Regions from separate parts of the Drosophila melanogaster genome. Here region 1 is linked to region 2. Evidence: chromatin contacts called from public targeted proximity ligation data. All regions are on one chromosome and are shown on one strand. The core of a region is the stretch at or near the end of the contact, and the rest is flanking DNA. Distances in the headings are between cores, read along the strand shown.

Region 1 (5,875 bases), core at 3,366-5,865, 200 kb before region 2:
AGAGGATCCACCTGGACTGGGCTCCCGCATCCTGCGCCGCCTCAGCTCCAAGGCACGTGACTTGCAACCTGGCACGGCACCGCGTCGCGATAGTCCAGCCGGAGTGTCCAGCAGCGGTGGAGTTGAAAACAAGGGCTTCCAGTCGGATGCACCAAAGAGTCCTTGGAGATATCCCTTCCGAAGGTCGCAGCAAATGGCGCAGCAGCAGCATTCGCATCCACTGCATCAGCATCCGTTGCAGCAGCATCATCAGCACCACCAGCACCACCATCAGCAGCAGCTGCAGTTTGTGGGCGGTCCGGTGGTGCAGCATCCCATGCATCATATGCAGCGCACCATGTCGCAGGATTCAGGATCCAGCATTGCCTCGGCAGCCGTGCAAATCTCCCCGCTGCACAAGCATGCTTTGGCGCGGATGTTGCCGTAAGTTCGCAATTTTACATAAAATCACGTTCTCATTATTGGGGGGAATAAATATTAATAATACATAGAAAACATGAAATAATGTGTAAAAAATTACACTTTTGAATATAATTTCTAATTTCCTTTTCTACAGTAATCCCCCAGTGGAGCGTATTCGTGACATGGATCACTGGTGATTGCCATTGGACAAACCATAAAAATCGACTATTTTTATTGGGCTTACATAACTCTTGACTAATTGGAAATAATTTTAGAGGAAATCTTAAAACAAAACATTTTGTGATAATTTCTTAATTTAAACAAAACAAATCAACACAAATTAGGATGAAAAATATTTTATAATTGACCAGATCACATACTTTAACTTTGATAATATAACATAAAAAACGAAAACGATGTTATTCTTAACTGTACTTTTAATTAAATTATTTTAAATGTTAAGCTAACCATGTAATAACAATCGACGAATCAATTTTAGATATAAGAATGTTTTTTAGTGATGTTTATTTGTGATAAGACAATCCTGCCACACACGCACAGAGAAATCGACACATACAGGAGCGAGAATTATGGCAAAAAATCAATGTTTATTTCTAAAGTAATTTATTATTTGTAATTTGAATTCAATGCCAGTGTCTATAACGAATAAGTTGACAACAATATGTGTAAAATCCGTTTAAGTTTAATGTATAAGCTGACCATGTTTAAAAACGATAAGATTGGAAAAAAACACAATGACGTAAATCATTTCAAGTCTAATTATTTCGTGGGTGTGATATTTGTAGACACAAACTCGGGTAGAGTTGTTCAAAAATTTACTAAAGTCCTGATTCTCTTGGAAATCGCAAACGTTTTGCTAGAATTCCCTTGGTTTTTATGGTATAAATTCCGTTTTTAAGTGTGCATTTCTAAGCCCGCCTAACCAGATTTTATTCTCACTTAAACTAGTCAAATAAATCAATTATCCCAGCAGAGAATCCTGCCCTTTAGGGTAGGACAAAGAATTGCAAGCGAGTGCAAATAAATAAAAACAAATAAAATGTACTTCATATGCAAGGCGAGCATAAATAGACAGTTATATTGCCCACCCACTACGACTACGACCGACTTGCGGCAGCGCGAGCAAGCGAGAAGGATAGAGCGATGTCCTGTGTCGCTATCGCACGCTTTTCGGTTTAGAGTTCAAGGAATCAAGATTTATGACATTTTTATTACAAAAACGAGCGCAGTTAGTTGTGGGCGGACGACTGGCTTTCCTACGCCCCTCCCCCTCCCCTTTCATGCACACACATTCCGCCACTACGCTGACTTCAAAAATATGCAGCCAGGCGCGTCAAGCCATTATTTGGACTTGGGCCTTGGAAGCGGCAACAGCTACACGGCGAAATGCAGAAAAGGATTAGCAAGGACTTGTGAGTCTTTACATTCCAAGATTACAAGAGTAAGGTGTAAAGGAATAATGCTGTTTAGCAACATTTGTGGGTTTTTTTATATTTCAGTTTAATAATAAGAGTGATACCTGCGTCATATTCTCATTTTTATATCCCAATCTTGCCAGTATGTGCTCCGTTTTTTTTTTCACTGTACTGCCCTGCGCTTGGGTTCGGGCTGGGAAATGCCGCCGCATGCAACGGAAGGCGCATAATTCACAAAACAGCAGGCGATACTGAAGCGCAGCGAGGAGGAGGAGCAGGGATGTGGAGCAGTTGGCAGAGGCAAATGCAATGGGAATCTGGGCGCAGGATACAAGAACACCGTCCAACCCAGCACCTTAGGATGCTTTTTGACTCTCAATTTTAATATAAACAAATTGCAAACGTTCATATTTATGACATTTTTTCCTCTGCCTCTTTGGCATCTTCAAGGCTCCCTTTTTTCTACTTGCCTTTAAAGAATTCGAAGTGAGAAATAAAGGTATTTTTGGGTGGTTAGGTAATCGGATAAATGCTGAACCTGTAGTAACTGTATGTTTGAAAGCTACATATGTACATAAATCAAGAGAGTCTGAGTATAGTTACTACACTGATATTTTGTCTTTAAATCAAAGCAATGTCAAAATCTCTAGAGACTTGCATGACATACTAAGACTAAGCCGAATGTGAGCTTGACAATATACTTTCTTGGTTTCCCTTTTGCTTTCCGCCCAATTTGTGTTGCATACTTTGCCATACTGTTTTTGCGCATGGAAGAAATTCCATTAACAATACGCATCAATTTGCATCGATCATTGTGGGGCTAACAATACGTCCAATATGCCACACAGAAACAATGAGGGCAAAAATAAAATAAAATACAATCGAGTTGCATTCGTGGGAGAGTAAGATAAATTCTCTTGGCAGCTGTGCTAACGAGCAGCCCCGGGGAAAGCATAAAATGGTGGAATGAAGGGGGTTTTTTGGGGGGGGGGGGGTTTAAGAGTAGTTATTGGGGGTGGGTTATAGACTTTTTGTCAAGGCAACAAGCAAACAAGTATTTGCTGAGTAATGCCAACGCTTTTATTTCACGCGAGCGGAAAACGCGAAGAGATTGAGATTCCTCTGCAACTTGGCCATGTCCTTTGCCTTTTGCTTAATACAAATGAAAATGGATGAGCTACTAAGCGTTGTCTTTGCTGCACTTGCAATTGTTGCATTCGAACGTTGCATTGCATTGCATTGACTGAACTGAACTGAACTGAACTGAATAAAATGAAATGAAAATGTTGCAACAAGCTAACACAACAACCAAGCCCGGACCGGCCCCGCCCCAATCCGCCTCATCTTTAGGAATTTCCCACCCAATTTTCCACCACTGGGAATGCACTTTGTTTCTATGACACGCCGTTGTCCCCTGCCTCTCGATTCACTTTCTTGCTGCGCATGTGTTTTGTCTTTGTTTTTATGCCATTTATTTATTTAAGTCAATTTCGTAGAGTGTGTTTGAACATTTCGCTGCAATTCATTTTCGGGTTTTATTTTCTGTCTGTCTCCTTCGCTTGCCATTTTTTACGCGTCTTGTATGAGTTTGTACGTATCTTGACGACAATTTTTACTCTGAGTGATTGCAGTTAAAAGCGATGCGACGAAGGTTGATAAAACTCTGGTGGAAGGAGGCCATGGCGCAAGAGGATGAGGTAACTCTGTAGTTAATTAGCTGGTAGTCCCTAGTTTTGATTGGATTTGATCTGTAATTGGTGACAGATGGAAAGGTAAAAGCTACAGTAAAAAAATCAAAATCAAATCTCGCTTTTCCTTTCAACTATTTGACAGAGTTCAATTATTCAGTATTCGCTTTGCTTTTTGATAGCTATTAATTCCTTGAAATATTTCCTCTTTACCTTGTTATTATTTAACTATCTTATTAATTTTAATTTCAGCATTATGTTAGTTCAACAACTTTTTTAAATTGAAAGAAGGCAACATTTTACACAATGTTCAACATTTTACACTACAAATTTACATAGTGGGTGGAGTCCAAGCTTAGCCAAGCATTGAACCACTTTTATACCAAAACTGAGGAAAGTATAAGAGTTTTACTCTTTGCTTTTTGCTCTGTGATTATTCGTTTTGAAACTTTGAATTCTGCTACTGCATGAAATTCTCATGTTTTCTTATCTCCAATTTTTAAATCTCACAATTACCGATCAAAATATAGGCGATTGATAATAGAGACAATAAGTACACTTATTATAGATAAAATATTTTACCTTATTGCATATTTCGGAAAAGGTTTTATTTAAAACTTACTAAAGTAAGTTAGTAATAAAGTAAATAGAGTGAACAGTAGATAAAAATAATAAATATTATTTCCATAGCTTATGTTGGTGAAAATAATATATAATTTTTTGAGCTTGCTTACAAGGCATTTTGTTATTTATTTATATCTGTGCTAAGGATATGAATCTCTTTTTAAGTGAGTTGAAAAAGATTAGCAAAAGCGTTTGATTGCATTTTTAATAATTTAATTTTGTTAACACAGAGAGCGAGCAGTTCATTCATTGCGTTCTCTTTACTCAGCTGCCTTGCGAGATGCTCGTGAGTTTCGCGCTCGTGTTATCCTTTGCTGCGCTCGGCTCTTATCCTGCAGCTCGGATCGGGCTCGTTCTCGGCGTTCGGCTACCGAGAAGCGGAGCTTCGGGCGGCCGACTTCCGGCGGGGGACGGTGGGGTCTGTGGGGCTTGTGGGGCTTATGGGGCTCTGAGTTGGCCAGGCCGATTCAGTTGAAGCTCAGCCGTCGGACTGTTTTGAACGTGGTTTTGCAGGGATGCTGACGCTCGCTGCGGCAGCCATCGAATTAGCGAAGTTATCGGGTCTCGTCCTGCACACACACTCACACCCACCCACAAACGCTGAGAATCGGGTGCGCTGTTTCGCGAATAAATATAATTCTCGTACCGCCAGAAAGGACCAATTATCGAAATCAATAAGAGCTAATTAGAATATACCTGCGCCAATTTGGTTAGGGTTTTGAACTGCATTGAGGTTTGCGTGCTGTTGGTTTTCCGAATAATAAAGGCAAATAAAATCATGCGACTCACTCAGCGAGCAGCTGATATTGTTGCACACACAAAAGGCTACACTACGGCTCCTCTTAGGCGATTTAATTGCCCTGTTCTCGTTTCGGGCATACATTAAAACCAGCAACTAAGTATTTGCAAGTGGCCCAGTGTCTTCGTTGTGTGTGTGTGTGTGTCTGTGTCCGTGTTGTTGTTGTTCGTGTGACCCGGTGTGTATATTCTCGTTACCGTGTGTTTGTTTGTGTTTTGATGGTCACGTGGTCAGTTCAAAGTTGGCTTGGCCCACTGCCTTCTTGTGCGTGACAAAAGTCAAGCAACAGTAGCAACAATAATATTAGCAACAAAAGCAGCAACAGAAGCAACAGCAGCAGCAGCACCACCACCACCAAACACAAATAGCAACAACTGCAATAAAGGATTATCCTGCGTGGGACAAATTTAAATTGCTCGCCAGGTAAGTTGGACGAGCTCACTTTTTGCTCTTTAAGAGTGACTTTTTGCCCAAAAGTTTACTAACTAAAGTTGAAATTGCCAACCGCCCTCGCAGTTGCTGCAGTTAGAGAAAAACGTCTCAGATAAATTAAGCTTCTGGTAACTTTCTAATTAATTAAGTGAGTTTGCCATGTTACATAATTCTTTTTACGTTCTTTTTTCAAGTGGTAAATGTATAATTAAAACAGAAATTATGTCTCGTTATAAAATTGTTCGTCTGGTTGGACTGATATAGTTAACAGTGACTGTGAGAAAACTAAAATAATTAGAAGTAAAATTAGCCTTTTTTATCTTTTTTTAATTTATATATTTTTCAAAAAATGTTGTAAGGTTTTGGTTATTTGCTACTGCAGATATGGCTGGGATTTTTTCAGTGTTGAAGCTGTGGAATTCGCGGTTTAAGCTCTTGTCTCGATGCGCCAGTTTTTCACTTTTGCCGCCCCTTCACTTTTCCCTCGTCGCTAG
Region 2 (5,805 bases), core at 1,244-3,743:
ATTTGCAGGGGACCGTTCTTTGGCTTTTAATTGGAAAAATACGTTTTCGCATTGAGTGACAAAGGTGTGATTTATTATATTCAATGGCTATTTGGTTCATCACTCCTTTTGGTCTTTTTCCAACTCCTTTTGGGCCCCCTTCTGCTCTTGATTTTCTTATGTTTTGCCTTTTGTTGTCTGCAAACTTTTGTATTTTAGATTGCTTCGAAAAAGATTTTTCTTTCCAGACAAATCAAATTGAAATGTATTTGTCTATGCTAACCGACGTTTGCCTTAAGCACTTTTAAATTTAATTAAATTATATAAAAAGCACAAACAGTTAACGAAATTAGATTAATTTAAATTAAGAAAGATTTATCCCAATAACCACCACCTTGTTAAATGCAACAGTGACGCATAATCAGTAATCAGACAGGAAATTAACTTATTGAACACCTGCCAAACGAATACAATTCTCGGTACGTTCCATCAACTTCGATAATGATAAAAATTTAATTAAAAAGTCTAGGAATAATACCAATGGATATCCAATGGATATAATGCATATAATAAACAGGAAAGACAAAGAAAAAAAAATTATTAAATTCAAAAATTAGGAGGGAAATCGGTACGCTTAAAAAGCTATATGATATGAATAAAGGGTATGATCAAAAAGTTAAAATTATTAACTTTGTGTAATTTTAAAGAATAAATGGAATTGTTATCTATGGATTGTGAAACTTAAAATAATTTAGTCAATATACCTTAAAGTGTTATATATTTGTGTAAGTGCACAGTATTATTTGGTTGCGATTTTTATTAAGGAATTCATATCATTAACTTATATATAAAGTACGTAAACTTAACTCATTGATTGCAATTAGTTGTATCTTCACCACACTTCCTAATAAGGACCTGATGTGAAGGCCATAATGGGAACGATCCTTTAGAGATTATAACGTATTTCCATAAAATTATCAGTTCGGTCTTATCAGCTTATTTGGTGTTATTGCCAGGGCATTATGAAAAATTCCCTCTGTGTTCGATGTCTAAGTGGCCTCAGGTGCGTGTGTTTTAAGCCACTTTATGCTGCTGTGCACGTAATTAGTTAACAAGTTGCATAAGTCCTCAGACCTAAGCCGTTTAAGTAGCCATGGAGCGTTGATGTTTTCGTCCTCCTTTCGGGTTTTCGTTCTTCTGCCACTTATAGTCGGCTTTGTCCACTTGTAGCTAACGTACACGTTCGTATAAACGTGTATATGGGTATCTACACGGATAAAAATTACAGTCTTCTTTATAAGTTTTTATGGTATAAGAAAAATAGGCATAGGTTAAACGTCCATCTTAAGACTAACTATAAGTAATGATGAATTAATCAATTAATGCATATGCTTAAATAATACCTTGCTATTTAATTGTGTACTTAAACATATTTAAACATATATTTAATACATCTTTAAACCAATTTGGATCGACATATAAGTTCACCAATTGCTCTAAACCCAAACGCATTTGTTGTTCCTTTTGAACGAAACTATTTTTCCTGTGCATCAGTACGTTTGAGTTGGCAAGGACATTTTATGCAGCTAATGATGTATTCATTTTCTATGTGCAGCTCTTGCTCCTCCCCAGTGTGTCTTTTCAGGCTTTCAATTGCCGGCAAATGAAGCTCCTTGTGGGGCTGTCAGAGCGTTCTGTGTGCTTAGTGCACTGGAAAGATACTTAAATTCGTATAAGCAAATAATGCGATTTGCTTAATGAGCTTGCCAGAACACAGAAAAAAGCAGACAACACATACACACACCGATAAGTAGGCAATTCGGTCAGCGAATTTCAACCTTGAACTCAATCTGTTAGCCGTAGTTAATTCCGGTAAATATATTCACAAATTCCGGCTGGCTCGGGCCGATTCTTTGGCCCTTCGCTCCCAGGAGAACTATAAATAACCCTTTCGATAACAAACATTGCGATGTGTTGATAATAAAGGGTTGATTTATTTCTATGCTATGTTGTGATTTATGACCTTTAATGGCCGCCGATGGAAAAGCTTGTGATGCGAACGCCGTCGCTGTTGAACAATAAAGGAAGAAGGAATTCGACAATGAAAATTTAACATTTAACATTGGGCAGCTGCAAAAAATTTGAAACAAAAAACGCAATGAGAAAAAGCAGCAATAAATGTGGTGACTGGTGTGCCTTGAAGTTAATCAGTGAGAAGACAAGGAAACATCCTAATTAAAAGAAATAATATCCAATGAGTTATTATTGTGTTAATGTAATTGCGCCAAAGGGAAACATCTTTCTAATTTATCAAGAAAATTAATTCATTTTATTCAATATTTAGTGATTTTAAGATATGAGCAACGGTGCTAATGATTATGTTCAATGATCAAGTTCAATTGCAATGCATTATACTGATATAATAATGACTCAAAATTCTCGGAATAAACAGCCTGATAAGCCCGATTGTCGAGCCTATTAAAAAGAAATGCTTTACCGATTGATACGCAGTAGCGTAATGGATTCAGTTGTAATTGGAATCTCAGCACTGCTGTTTCTGCTCCCCGTCCCGGGATCATCACAGTATCTCGACGGAAGGTGCGGACTTCTGACGAATGGGAAGATTGCGAATAATATCTCGAGTCCGTGGATGGCTTATCTACATACTTCGGAATTGCTATATGTGTGCGGCGGAACTGTGATAACTGAAAGTTCGTCAATGCAATCTACTTCTTTGATTCCAGTTACATTTTGATTTACATTACAGAATTAGTTCTGACTGCAGCGCATTGCACAAGGGCCAGCGAACAATTGCACGTGATCTGAAATATTTACCAACAATAAATTTCTTTTAATATATATGCTTACAGAGTAGCTCGAATTGGAGAGTTTATAGGAACGGATGATGCTAATGACACGATGTTATCAGAGTACCAAGTAAGCCAAACCTTTATACATTCCTTATACAATACGACCACAAGCGCCAATGACATAGCTATTCTCGGCTTGGCTACGGATATTGTGTTTTCGAGTAAGTTTACTTGTATTTCCTTTTTTTTTTAACACTATTAATAATGCGAAGAATATTGAATTTGCTTAAATCGAATTTGTTCTCTCCGTAGAAACCATTAGACCAATTTGCATAGTGTGGTGGACCATTTGGAGAAAATATATCGACAACATACAGGTGCTAAGCGGTGCTCAATGGGGTCTACCCAATGATCGAAATGAAAGCGATGCATTTAGAATTACAGACATCAGACGTCAACCAGCAAATATGTGTTCTACCCTAAACGGCACTGCAATTTTGAGCAGTCAGTTTTGTGCTGGAGACTCGGATTCCAAACTGTGCAATGTTGACTTTAGCAGTCCTCTGGGAGCCATTATAACCTTCAAGAATATTCAGCGCTATGTCCTAATTGGCATAGCAACCACTAACCAAAAATGTAAAAGGGCAAGCGTTTATACGGATGTCCTGAGTCACACCGATTTTATTCTTTCAGTATGGCGACAGTACCGCAACGGTGAAAAATCTCCCAAAACATGGGATCTGCAAAATAATTTCGATGTGGAAAATACCACATTGAAAGCTAATTCAGAAGAGGAACATTATTTTGTTTAAGCTTTTGCAGCATATTAAGTATTAATAAAAAAAAGTACAATTACTAAACTGATCAATCTAAAATGTGGCTCTTACTTTAAGAATTTAAAAAAATAATACAGAATTACATCTAATAGCAAAAAATTTCGATGAAAATGCCGCAATCTTCTTACCGTTAGCCTGCATAAATGAAAGCGTCCATTTTGACGGAGGTGGTACTGCGAAAAGTAGGAAGGCCACCGAAACTTCCGGAAAATCCCGATTTTGTTTGAACAATTAAAATGCCTGAATAGCCGAGGTGCCCGCCCACATGCCAACCGACAGCACATTAACTACAAATTACATTCACATTAGTGTTTCGGAATTTTGCAGCCTGCCCATCCGGTCGGTTCCTTGGTCCTTGTGCCATGTTCCTTCTTCCTGGTTCCTCGATTCGGCCTGCTCGTGCTCGTCCTCTTGTACTTTTCATTTCGTTGCCTTGCTTTTTTTCACCAAACACCTAATAAATCAAAGCGGACTCGTGAGAGACCCCAGGAGTATGCTTGTTAAATGCTCGTAATAAATTAGCTGCCGCCTCCCGGACCGCAAAGCCCGGCCCCGCCCCCTGAACAACCACCAACTGAACCGAACCCCCGCCCACCTGCCAGACACTGGTGGTCCCCAACTCCAGACCCTTGATTATTGGCTTAGCTCATGGTCTGACCATTTTACAATTGCCTCCCCGCCATCCGATGCCCGCCAATTGAACTCAATCGATGCCATTCCTGCTCTACACTCTGTGGCCCAGACTCATTCATTTTGCTTGCAATTTTATTTCCTATTCTTTTTTTGTTAGACATTTTTTTGTGTTATTTTTTAATGAAGTCAGCGCAAAATTTTACGCTGGTCTAGCAATTATTGAGCATGGCGGTTGGAGTTTTGCGATTGGGGGAAAAGATTTCCCGCATTCGCCGTTCCCTTTTATGCAATTCATTTTTAATTCCGCTTTGCTTGAACTTTACGCTAATAATTTGGGTGAAGTGTTTAAAACTAGTTGTACCAGTTTCTTTGTTCTCAAAGCATACTGTCAACTATTAAAAAATATTTTACGGCTCATATTAAGAACAAAAAATACTAGTCTAAAAATTCGGTGCTTGAGTTCCCTAATATCAAACTTAAATTTCAACCCTTTGCATTAGCAAAGGGCTAGTGACTGAAATCAGCTTTTTTTGAGATAAATACAACGAGCTCATGAGCACACACGGGCATTTTTATGAGTTGCGCGTAAATGTTGCATAATTGTTTCATGTACACAATGTCACACGCACGCGACTAACGAAGTGCTCCATGATCGGCGAAGAAGTCGCAGTTTTCTGGCAGAAGGAAGCAGGTGGGTCGAGTCGACGCTAATTAGAATGCCAGAGACAGGTAGAGGAAACCAAGTAGCATGGATAGTCATCTGCAGCATCCCACGTCCTGCACTAAGAAAAATGGGACGTTGTTAACGAAGTATTTGTAATAAGCAAATTATCACGCAAATTATCCTAATTGTACAAATACAAAATTAATCTGTGCCGCATATAAACCACATTTGTAAATAAATATTTTGATATTTTAAATACAATCAAAAAAAAAGTCGTGCCGACTTATTTTCAGTGCTGAAAATTTTGTGCCAGCCAGGCAAACTTGATGAGAGGCTCCTTCTTGACTTTCAGCCTCCGTGCCAAACTTCCTTTCTACCATTTTATTTGAACAACTTTGGCGCAGCAAAGTTCTTAAGCGTGCAAGTAAAAATGCAACGTCAACGCCTCGAACGTAGACCCAAAGTTAAATGTATCTGAGTAGCAGGCAGGTTGGTAATGGGGAGTGCATCACGCTAATTTCAGCAAACGCGTGGCAGGCTAAAATTAAAATAGCAACGCCAGAGATGCTTACTTTCTGAATCAGCAGCAAATAAAAGGTGGCGTGCGCTGCAAGCTATGCGACCAAATTTGTGCAGGCTTCTGCAAAAAGTTATACGTTCTAAGTGGATACCATTTTTAAAACTTTTTGTATCTCAAATACAGAAATCTCACACAGAAAATATTGAAAAAATTTTATATAGTTTAAAGGACTAAAATTCGCACTCAAATAACTAACAATATATTTATAAAATGTTTGATTTTATTTTTAAGGCTGCAAGAAACGATTCTAATGTTCATCGCCAACCCTCCGTATGAGTACATAAAATAAAAGCCCCAAAATTC

Evidence for each region.
Region 1: a contact with region 2 is called in a targeted proximity ligation map of the Kc167 cell line, with 5 times the contacts expected there. A contact is called at or near these places in 2 of 107 Hi-C or Micro-C datasets (the Kc167 cell line and whole body) and 1 of 7 datasets of targeted methods (the Kc167 cell line).

Annotation. Positions count from the first base shown.
Region 1 is chr2L:14,971,040-14,976,914 of dm6, reverse strand. It overlaps side-II (sidestep II), which reads left to right and starts at 4,615. Exons shown (of 20, transcript NM_001299017.1): 1 at 4,615-5,372. mol (moladietz) reads left to right here. Exons shown (of 6, transcript NM_165094.3): 5 at 1-423; 6 at 557-1,168. The coding sequence ends at 599. lncRNA:CR45331 (long non-coding RNA:CR45331) reads right to left here and starts at 2,447. Exons shown (of 1, transcript NR_124272.1): 1 at 1,914-2,447.
Region 2 is chr2L:14,771,669-14,777,473 of dm6, reverse strand. It overlaps CG4650, which reads left to right and starts at 2,493. Exons shown (of 4, transcript NM_135878.3): 1 at 2,493-2,690; 2 at 2,747-2,792; 3 at 2,850-3,010; 4 at 3,102-3,660. The coding sequence starts at 2,498. The coding sequence ends at 3,601.